Linked DNA regions of Mus musculus: region 2 is linked to region 1. The links are chromatin contacts, called in public promoter capture Hi-C maps. All regions are on one chromosome and are shown on one strand. The core of a region is the stretch at or near the end of the contact, and the rest is flanking DNA. Distances in the headings are between cores, read along the strand shown.

The links. Capture Hi-C pulls out chosen DNA fragments and counts their contacts.
Region 2: a contact with region 1 is called in a promoter capture Hi-C map of adipose tissue, with 2.5 times the contacts expected there. The contact joins two enhancer-like sites. A contact is called at or near these places in 3 of 484 Hi-C or Micro-C datasets (CD4 T cells, CD8 T cells and rod photoreceptor) and 2 of 9 other capture datasets (adipose tissue and liver).

The regions. Positions count from the first base shown.
Region 1 is chr6:7,796,982-7,802,665 of GRCm38.p6, reverse strand. No RefSeq gene overlaps it. Among named protein-coding and RNA genes, the nearest start is that of Gm35194, 18 kb to the left of the region's middle. Within about 2 kb of position 2,360, at least 11 of the 459 cell types and tissues checked have an H3K27ac peak or open chromatin away from gene starts, as enhancers often do. A contact at or near this core is called in adipose tissue, where this site is marked.
Region 2 is chr6:7,878,836-7,884,753 of GRCm38.p6, reverse strand. No RefSeq gene overlaps it. Among named protein-coding and RNA genes, the nearest start is that of C1galt1, 37 kb to the right of the region's middle. Within about 2 kb of position 2,068, at least 20 of the 459 cell types and tissues checked have an H3K27ac peak or open chromatin away from gene starts, as enhancers often do. A contact at or near this core is called in adipose tissue, where this site is marked.

The DNA.
Region 1 (5,684 bases), core at 1,111-3,610:
ATATAATCTTTGCAAGACCAGGGGCCCCTCCTCCCAATGATGGCCGATAGGTCATCTTCTGCTACATATGCAGCTAGAGACACAAGATCAGGGGGTACTGGTTAGTTCATATTGCTGTTCCTCCTATAGGGTTACAGACCCCTTCAGCTCCTTGGGTACTTTCCCTAGCTCCTCCATTGGGGGCCCTGTGTTGCATCCAATAGCTGAATGTGAGCATCCACTTCTGTATTTGCCAGGCACTGGCATAGCCTCACTAGAGTCAGCCACATCAGGGTCCTGCTCGGCAAAATCTTGCTGGCATATGCAATTGTGTCTGCATTCGGTGGTTGATTATGGTATGGATCCCTGAATGGGGAAGTCTCTACATGCTCCTTCCTTCCATCTCATCTCCAAGATTTGTCTCTGTAACTCCTTACATTGGTATTTTGTTCCTCATTCTAAGGAGGGATGAAGCATCCACACTTTGGTCTTCCTTCTTCTTGAGTTTCATGTGTTTTGCAAATTGTATCTTGAGTATTCTAAGTTTCTGGGCTAATATCCACTTATCAGAGAGTGCATATTATGTGAGTTCTTTTGTGATTGGGTTACCTCACTCAGGATGATACCCTCCAGATCCATCCATTTGCCTAAGAATTTCATAAATTCATTGTTTTTAATAGCTGAGTAGTATTCCATTGTGTAAATGTACCACATTTTCTGTATCCATTCCTCTGTTGAGGGGCATCTGGGTTCTTTCCAGCTTCTGGCTATTATAAATAAGGCTGCTATGAACATAGTGGAGCATGTGTCCTTCTTACCGGTTGGAACATCTTCTAGATATATGCCCAGGATAGGTATTTCTGGATCCTCCGGTAGTACTATGTCCAATTTTCTGAGGAACCACCAGACTGATTTCCAGAGTGGTTGTACAAGCTTGCAATCCTACCAGCAATGGAGGAGTGTTCCTCTTTCTCCACATCCACGCCAGCATCTGCTGTCACCTGAATTTTTGATCTTAGCTATTCTGACTGGTGTGAGGTGGAATTTCAAAGCTGTTTTGATTTGCATTTCCCTGATGATTAAGGATGTTGAACATTTTTTCAGGTGCTTCTCAGCCATTCAGTGTTCCTCAGTAGAGAATTCTTTGTTTCGCTCTGTACCCCATTTTTTAATGGGGATATTTGATTTTATGAAGTCCAGCTTCTTGAGTTCTTTGTATATATTGGATATTAGTCCCCTATCGGTTTTAGGATTGGTAAAAATCCTTTCCCAATCAGTTGGTGGCCTTTTTGTCTTACTGACAGTGTCTTTTGCCTTAAAGAAGCATATGCAATGCATTTCTCACGGACACAAAAACAAGTGTGAAGAGAGCAGCCTAGAGATCTGTGATAGCTCTTTGGAGGCTGCAGGGACCCAGCATTCTATTCCATACCTCAGTGCTGTGGACAGACTTATTCGCTGCCATATAGCTCTTAAGACTGTTTTTGCAGTGGAGGGCAAAAGATTTGAGGCAAAGGTATTAGCTGTCTCTCCAACTGTTTTCTGAAGTTACATGGAAAGCAAGCTAAAAAAAAGAAGGCATTTATAACAAAATACTATTTATAGGCAAGATTAGTAATAAATGATAGTGCCTTCTATTTTCAAATCAATGAAATCTCAGTCCTCTGGTCTAAAATCTTGTCAGTCATGAGAGGTCCAACCGAGGCAGGAATGACATCATTCTAGAAGCAAGACTTTGTTATCGATAAAGTCAGCACCAGACAGACAAAGACCCCTAGAACCAAAAGTAGAATCCTGCATCATTTAGCGAATGAGATGAAGCACCTTTTCGTTATGGACGAGACACAGGCCTCACTGAATTCATTTACTCTATTTACCAAAGGTATGATGTGTCATTTAGTAAATTTTATTATTTAAATATCTTTTTAACTAAGCAAACTTTCTTGTGCTGTTTTTGTGGTAATTGGTAATATAAATTTGGGGCTTGGTTGTTGTTGTTTTGTTTTGTTTTTTTGGTTTCTTTGTTTTGCTTTTTAGACAGGGTCTCGCTATTCTGCCCAGGTTATCCTAGAACTTGTTATGTAGATCAGGTTTCTTGAGCTCAGAAGAAATCCACCTGCCTTTTTCTTTTTCCCCTAGTGAGAAGGCAAGGATTAAGCAACTGGGAATAGTCAGAGTTCAGAAAGGAGCAATAGGAACAGAGTCACCCCTTCTAGAATGTGCTTTTTTCCTAGCACATTGGTGTTGGGCCTGGAGTGCTAAATTAAATTCCTTCTGATGTTCCAGCCATGCCTGTGTGCAGACTTCTGTTTCAGTACTGCTGTATTGACTGGGACCTGGTAGCATGGCCACGTCCATCTTCTGGAGAGAGTGGGAAATGAAACGTAGACTTTATTCTAGGAAGCCTTGCCCTTGATGGGATTGTACTGTTACCAAGGAAAACAAGATAAACAAATTCGTTACCATCATTGGAAGGGTTCCAACGCAGAGAAGGAACTCAAACTAGTTGCTCAATACTTTCACTTGTTCTGCAACAAGCAAGTTCTTCTCCACCCTCAGCCTGGGAAGCCTTCCAGGGATGAGAAATCGTCCCGTGTCTTCCCAGAAATGGGATAGGGTTGTGGCCAATGGATTTAATGGTAAGGTAGGTAGAGGAAGGAAAGTGTTTTCTTCCACCAATTTTTTCATGTTTTAAGTTGCATAAGGATATTGCCACTGGTGCGTGCCCCTGGCCTGGCAGCTTTAGTGTAATCTGGGAGCTTGTTAAGATGCCGGCTGTGCATTTTAACGAGCTTGGGAGATGGATCCCATGTGCAGTAAAGTCTGAGAAGCATTGTTTTTGGATGCTTTTCCCTCGTCCTTCAAAGCACATGTACCAGAAATTCTGTAATTGGGGCCAAATGGTTTCTTCTAGCAAGTAAATCTGAAAGAAGTCATTAGCAAGTGGGGCATGGTACTTGAAACAAGTTAACCAGAATTTTGTGTAGATTGGCTCTTTATCTCGTATGAAAAATAGTTATATCCTTCAGGTTATTACCAGAAGAGTGTGTTAAATGTGGATCTAACAAGAAATTTAATTTTTGAGAAGCTACTTTGAAAATATAATAAACAGGGCTTAAATGGAATCACATTATATAGATGGCTAAGGATACTCCCAAGTCCTAAGTTATTAAAGGAAAATCCCAAAGCCATGGATAGACTACCTTCATTAGTTGTTGGTCAGAGAGTGCTCTGATGCCCACAAAATAATATAGCTAGTTGCCACTGCAGTTGATTGCCCACCCGACCTAGATAGTAAGATCCTGCTGTTGAAGATGCCAAACGCTTTGTTCACAGGACATAGAGAGATCAAGCTGGAACTGGCTTGGAAGCTTCTTACTCATCTGTGGATGCTGTATCCAACAATACCAACTGGCCAGGCAAAATGTGCCTACTGATACAGTAGTGGCAAGTGGGGGCAACCAGCCACTTTCTCGTTGGGTAGGGTGCTGGCTCCACAGGAGAGAATTTATGGTACTCTAAACCTGGTCAAAAGTCTATGCTCGATGACATCATGTCAAGGCCCTCGAAGGGAAGCTCCTGTCAGTGTTTTGCTAGATGGATGTTGTAGTCTCCCCTTCCCTAGCCTGACACCTGCTTGCTCAGGGGTGGAGCTTCCCGCTCAATTGTTCTGCCACGCCCACTGCTGGAACCTGCCGCTTTGCTGTTTGGAGCCATACACGTGGTCACCCTGCTACTGGATCCCGAGATTAATTGGCGGGAATTGGCCCCCTTCCCCTGCTTCATAACTGCGTGCGGAACAGTAAAATTGAGCTTTGATCAGAATGCCTGTCTTAGCTGCATTTCTTTCTCTCACCTCCTAGCCCCTCTTCTCTTCCAAGTTTCCAAAATGCCTTTCCAGGCTAGAACCCAGGCTGTGATCTGCTGGCCGGGCACAACAGGATGTGATGTAATTTCTAATTGCCTCCTAGATAGCAATGCTTAGACCCATACAATAATGCTGACATCAGTTTTGGTTAGAGAGGATTATTTTACAATGGTCAGTAGTAATCACTGACCCAAAATTGATCAAATTACCAAGAATAAATGACTTTATGATGTCCACCCATAAGTACGACATCTATATGACCCCCTCCAACAGTCAGAGAAGATCACAGAAGAAGGGGTGGAAAGAATGTGAGATACAGGGCTGGAGAGATTGCTCAGCTGTTAAGAGCACTGACTGCTCTTCTGAAGGTCCTGAGTTCAAATTCTAGCAACCACATGATGGCTCACAACCATCTATAATATAAGATCTGATGCCCTCTTCTGGGGTATCTGAAGACAGCTACAGTGTACTTACATATAATAATAAATAAATCTTTAAAAAAAAGAATATGAGATCCAGAGGAAGTGCAGAAGGTAGAAAACGACGCTGGCCGTGACATAACTATTGCATTATTATCTGCACCTGTGATAACATACTCATGCTCTGTACAGGATTGGTCCATCAGGATTCTGTCATATGAGTGGGAGGGGGCTCCTGGGCCCTACTCTACACTGAGAATTTATACACAGTGAATAGCTGATTTTGAAACAAAACTTGAACAATGATACACCAGTGTAGATGCTAACATGGAAGGGGGGAAAGGTTGTATGTTTGTGTGTGTGTGTGTGGGGGGGGGTCCTCAACCACATACAAAGAACTGTGGTGAACTAAAATGCTGAGAAAAAATGGTCTCCCACAGGAAAGTGCTGACAAATCTTATACCAAGTGTTCTGCCCTGACAGGGTCATATTTATGTATTTGGAATATGTATGTGTGTGTGTGTGTGCAGCCGTGTGTGTGTGTGTGTGCATGTGTGTGTGTGTGTGTGTGTGTGTGTGTGTGTGCATAAATAACCACAATTAAAGAAGAGGTCATGAATTTGAGAAAGGGCAAGGTGGGTCCATGATAAGGTTCCCATTATCCTATAAAAAGACACTCACCTATGCCTCTACAAAGATGAGCAAATGAACAAAAAACCCTTCTGCAATTCAATGGTTCATAGATAAAATAAAAACATAAAACATGAAAATGTAAGGGAGGCACTTAGAATGAGTAAGAAAGTTAAAAGGAGTGAAGGGGCCTGTGATGGTTTGTATATCCTTGGACCAGGAAGTGGCACCATCTGAAGGTGTGGCCTTGTTGGAATAGGTGTGACCTAGTTGGAATGGGTGTGTCACTATGGGTGTGGGTATAAGATCCTCACTCTAGTTGCCTGGAAGTCAGTCTTCCACTAGCAGCCTTTGGATGAAGACATAGAACTCTCAGCTCCTCCTGCGCCATGCCTGCCTGGATACTGCCATGCTCCCACCTTGATGATAATGGATGGAACTTCTGACTGGACCTGTAAGCAAGCCCCAATTAAATGTTGTTTTTATAAGACTTGCCTTGGTCATGGTGTCTGTTCACAGCAGTAAAACCCTAACTAAGACAGAAGTTGGCACTGGGAGTGGGGTATTGCTGTGATAGGCCTGACCATGCTTTTATTTGAAAGAATGTGGATTTTTGGACTTTGGATTTGGAACTCAGTGGAATGTTTTAAATGGGGGTTAATGGGTCATCTTCGTAGGAATATGGAAGACTTTGTTGCTGGGAGTAATTTGAACTGTGTTGACCTGGCCCAAGAGATTTCAAAGGAGAAGAATTTCAGAATGTGGCACAAAGACTGGTTTTGTGGTAT
Region 2 (5,918 bases), core at 819-3,318, 82 kb before region 1:
ATTCCATTCATAAGAACACTGAATTTCTACAAGTCCCACCCATTCCCCTCCCCCTCCACTGCCCTGGAGGTCTCGTCTTCTCTAATTACTGTTACACTTGTATACAACCTACTGAGTCCATTCTATGTTGGCTGTTTTAAGAGCACTTGGAATTGGCCAACCTATCAGGGGACTCGTCCCTAGAAGAGGCTGGTTCTCCGTCTCTTAGCATCCACTGACTGCCCATAGTAGGAGTTGGGCCTTGTGACGTTTCTCCATTCCTGCTAGTACACTGACTGATATGATCAGTGATCAGGTTTTATTTAGGCGGCCATATTGTTGAGAGCCATGGGTACAACATCTCTGTCATGTCTAGAGGATACTATCTTGTAGCTGGCTTTCTGGTCTTTTCGTTTTTATGATCTCTCTGTCCCCTGCCCCAACCATGCTCCCTGAGGGGTTAGGTGTAGGGGTTGTATTGTAGATGTACAAACTGGAGTTAGATAACTTACACTCAGTTAGTCTCCACAGTCTGACTAGTTGTGCGTCTCTGTAGTACCTTCCTTCTCCTATAAAAAGAAGCTTTTTTGATGAAGGAGGAGGGCTACACTTACCCAGGGGTATGTGTATAATACAGTCAGGCATTTTACTGACTTAAAAAACGGTAGTAGTTTCTCCTCTAGGGTCCCTGAGTTCTCCAGCCGTGGGTAGCATTTCCATTCATTTCCTGTCCCCTCCACTGCCCTAGGATTCGTAACCTCTTCTTTAGTTACTGTTACATATGTATACAACCTACTGAGCCAGCCCATTTTGTGTTGCCCTGTACACATAGTTTTAGGGCTGAACACCTGGAATTGGCAAACCTATCTAGGTTTACAGTACCAGGTCTGAACTATACTGGGTGGTTCTAAGTTCTATTAGACAGATGTTGGTTCCCCTCAAAAAAATAAGCACCATTATTACACCATTGGGGATATCTTACCTAGGTGGTCATTGTTGTGGTTCACAGGCTTAAAAGCTGGGTAGAACTACTGATTGCTTTTCTGTTTGTTTGTTTGTTTGTTTGTTTTTGATCTTTGGCAGCTTGGATAGCACCTTCTGGCGCTATGGGAGATAGACCTCAGGGAGGAGGCTCCCTGGGAGTCAGCACCAGCTAGATCCCTCCATATCTTGTGTCTAAAGTGTATGGTGGCATCAGCTATAGCATCTCACCTCCCCTTTTTCTTGTCTATATTCTCTTAATATAAATACAAGGCTTTTTGTATTTGTATTTGTGTGGAAGCTCAAATCTAAATTTTTTGAAGTAGAAAAACTGTTTGAGGGGGTCACTTCGGCCATAAAGAAGCTTTTGGGGCTAGACAACTCCATACATTTGGAAGAGAATAAAGTAGGAATTATATATTAGCCTCAAAACTTTCCTTAGAGTGACAGGATCTCGACATTCATTTCTATGAATTTATATATATATATATGTATATATATATATACACGTATATATATATATGTATATATATATGTATATATATATATATATACGTATATATATATATGTATATATATATGTATATATATATGTATATATATATATATATACACACATATACATATACACACACATATATATACATATATATACCATATTATATATACATATTTCATATTATTTATCATACAAAATGGAAAATAAGACATCCATATCTCACCCACACAGGGCACAACAACCCCCCTATATAATTTAAAAGCCAATCACTTAATTTTTTTCCCTGAGTACGGACAAAGGAGTCTGTAGAAGAGAGTAGAGCAGTGTGCTGAACAGAACTTTTGGAAAAGAACGGATTCAGAAAGGACACATGTCCACGAGTCAGCAGCATGGGGTTTCTCGGCTGAAGAGAGTCGGCCCGGAGGGGCAGCCACTGCCCAGACTGTTCTTTATCATTCCCAAGGGCTCCGGAGACACGTGCCTCAAATTGAACCCTTTAATGGCCGCTTGCCAGACCTTTTGCAATAAGCACTATTTATTTTCAGCCGCTGTAGAAACTTCCCACAAACTCGGAGACCTAAAACAACAGAAATGTATTTGCTCATAGTTCTGGAATTCGAAAACATGACATTAATGTGTTGGCACGGTCACACTGTCTCCAAATGTCTCTTTTGGCATCTAGTGGCTCTTAGCATTCCTTGGCTTGTGGGAGCTTTTCTTCACTTTGGACTCTGTGCACATACGGCCTTCACTGTTCCTATCGGTGTGACAACTGTCCTTCTCTCCTCTCTTGAGGGACATCAGAATTAACTCATTTTGAGAGCCTTAGTTAAATAGCCCAACAAATGGATGGAACTAGAAAATATCATCCTGAGTGAGGAAATCCAGACCCAAAAGGACGCATGCATGCATGGTATATACTCATTTATAAGTGGATATTAGCCATAAAGTACAGGATAACCATGCCATAATCAACAGACCCAATGAAGCCAAATGACAAGAAAGGCCCAAGGGAGGGTGGTTGAATCTTCCTTAGAAGGGAAAGTAAAATAGATGTAAGAAGTAAATGGGGGGGGGAGGGAACTGGCTGGGAGAGGAGATGTGGGGAGGATCTGGGTATAAGAGGGTTGTGGGGAGGGAGAGGGGGTCCTGATACTCCAATGTAAAGTGAATGAATAAATTTTTAAAAAGGTTTGTGGCAGCTACAGCATCCATGACTGAGGATCAGGAGTTCTTTTCTCATCTTAAACAGTCTTTACTATCAAAATATAATTAAAAACAAAACAAAATAAAAACTTTAAAACATGACAATTAATCCCCTACTAATTCTAATACCACCCATGTGTGTGGGAGGGGCACACACGTGTGTATGTGTATATTTTCACAAGTCTGGGTTCTGTAGTCAAGTTACAGTTTCCCTTTTAAATTTGTTATCTTTTGTTCCATGGCCTGTTTTATCTTTATGATTGCATTTTAGTAGTTAACAGGTTTATTCTTTTAGTTGGTTTCATAGTTTTATGACCATTTATTTAGCATATTCACTTCCTCTTTCTTGAGAGATGTACTTCAAAAAATTTCTAACTTCTGATAGCTCAAATCAATTAGGTCCTTCTTCTCCATCTTTAATTTTCTCATTTTTTTAAGTCAAGATTCATAATCATGTTCTGCTCTCTTTTTTGTACTGAAATAATCAATCAGCACACACTCTTTTGGCATTTGTCCACTCCTCTTGTTTTACATGGGCATCATCAATTGTCTTTCATAGTCGTTTCCCAACTCTTCTTGCTCGCCTTTAGGTTTGAGATCTAGTTTGGCTTTCCTAGGAGGTTGTTCTGGAAATCTCGAAAGGCAGTCTGTTATTCCTCCACGCACCCCTTCCTTCCTTCCTTCCTTCCTTCCTTCCTTCCTTCCTTCCTTCCTTCCTTCCTTCCTTCCAGAGATGAGACTTGGATCTGTTACTGTTACATCCCAGGCCATCTGCTCTCTAGGTCAATCTGCAGGTTCTCAAGAACTCTCTTTTAAATATAAGCATAAAAGTAAAATAGCGCTACCTACTCATTTAGACTACTGGGCTACTGTTGGGTATGCATAAGAGATCAGAAACTAGTTTTAGATAGTAAGATTTAGAGTTCTGTTGCTTGAATTTTATTTCTTGAACTTCAGTGTCTAACTTTTTTAAAAATAGTTGACCTCAACACTTACTGAATAGATTTACGGGTCCATTGGGGAGGAAAAAGCTACCAGGAAATATGTAAAGGGTAACACAATTTACTTTTGGGATGGTGGCTAATTTCTTGATTTACACTTTTCCATGTTTTGAGAAAACTAATACAAAGGAGACAGAATCATTTAAAACATTTTAAAAGAAAACATTTCTTAGACTTCACCTCTCAGTCTTGATAGCTTGCATGGGCTGATGGGTTTATGTTGGAGAAGCAGAATTCGCCACTCTGGGTCTCCAGATTCAGGGTAGTTCGTAAGCTAATGCTTTCTTGGCAGTATGAGGTTATGGTATAAAAGACACTGAGTGCGGCATAGGGAAGGTTTTCACGGAGGGAGAGTTGTCACACTTATAGCTGGGTATGGGCAAGAGGGACTCTGGGGATGCTGCTCAAGGGTCTTATACTCTGTTTTTGTCTTTCCTGTACAGAGTCTGGTTCTTTCAGTTTCCCCTTCTTAAGTGCTTTCCAGTTAGCAAAAAAAAAAAAAAAAAAAAAAATACTCAGTCCTGGTCCCCGAGATGCTTTACTAAGTCTCATTTCCAACTGAGGAAATGCAATAGAGAAAACTAAGCTAGAGAAAGTACCCAAAGAGCTGAAGGGGTCTGCAACCCTATAGGAGGAACAACAATATGAACTAACCAGTACCCCCGGAGCTCGTGTCTCTAGCTGCATATGTAACAGAAGATGGCCTAGTCGGCCAGCATTGGGAAGAGAGGTCTTTTGGTATTGCAAACTTTATATGCCTCAGTACAGGGGAACGCAAAGGCCAAGAAGTGGGAGTGAGTGGGTAGGGGAGCAGGGCAGGGGAGGGGGGAGGGTATAGGGAACTTTCAGGATAGCATTTGAAATGTAAATGAAGAAAATATCTAATAAAAAAATTGAAAAATAAAAGAAAAGAGAAAAGAAAAGAAAAGAAAGAAAGAAAGAAAGAAAGAAAGAAAGAAAGAAAGAAAGAAAGAAAGAAAGAAATCTACTGCAGCTGAAAAGCTCTTGTCTCTCGACAAATTTCTAAGATGTTTTCCTATCATTGGATGAAGAACCCAAATGACTTGATGTCCAACCACTAACCTCACTGTGTTCTTAGACCACTGAAACTTGTGGGCTTCTGATCAGTTGTTTGCAATATTTGTACAAACTCTCTTCTGCATTCTGTGGTCATCTAGAAAACACCTTATTTCAGGCATGGCAGGGAGTAAAATCTGGGTTCAAGAGATCACCGCAGGAGTTAGCAGGAGTCCCAAACTATTCTGTGAGGTCATTTGTGAGAGACAAAACTGAAGCTAGAACGAAATTTCACACAACTGAGAGTGAATTTATTTTTATTTTTAAAGGACTTAGAATATAATTAAGTATGTATCAATTCTCTGTTGGGTGAAGTAGGGGACTTTTCTGCCCTGGACACTAACGGGACGCTGGGTGCCCCTACCAGTGTACCAGGAACAGCAGATTCTCTCAGAGAATCTGGTTCACCAGGACATTTTCTGTACCAGACTGAGATTCTAGTTTTGGCAAGAGTGAAGTTTTGATGCAGCATTTTATTAGCAAAGTGGTTTACATCCTGAACGTTGACTTTCCAAGTACTGATGTACCAAGGTCATATCACACATATATAAGCATAAATGCGCACATACATAAAGTACAATGAAACAAAAAAATGGACAAAAATATTTTCACCAACCACTAGACTATAGCAATGCGATAGGACATCGCTGAGAAGGGAGAAGCCTTTTCTGACTGTCTAGATCCTGGACGGCTATATGGAAGAGATCAGGCTCAATAAGTAAAATCCAGACGATAAACGTAGACACAGTCATTGCATAGAACTTACCAGGAAAAAAAGAAAACAAAACATGCTCAACTGGCTGATCTTTAAACCTTACAGAATACAGTAGTGATAACTGACCTATTTTACTGATATGTTGAAATATTGATCCTGCAATGTGTCATTCATATAGACTTGGATAAATGACTTCACCTATAAACAGGTTATGGGCACTGCCAAGATTATGATTAAAAAAATCACTCAACAGAATAATATAGTGTAAAGTAGCCAGCACATTCACTACCTTGATGTATATAATCATAGTATATTTAACTACCTTTAAGTTATTTCCATTTTATACCTCATAAAAAGTGAGAACTCTGAGACCAACCAAAAAGCCTCATTTTCCTATTATACAGCTCAGTGCTTTACTTGAAGTAGGCACTCAAATACTTGTTAAAATGTTTGACTGGAA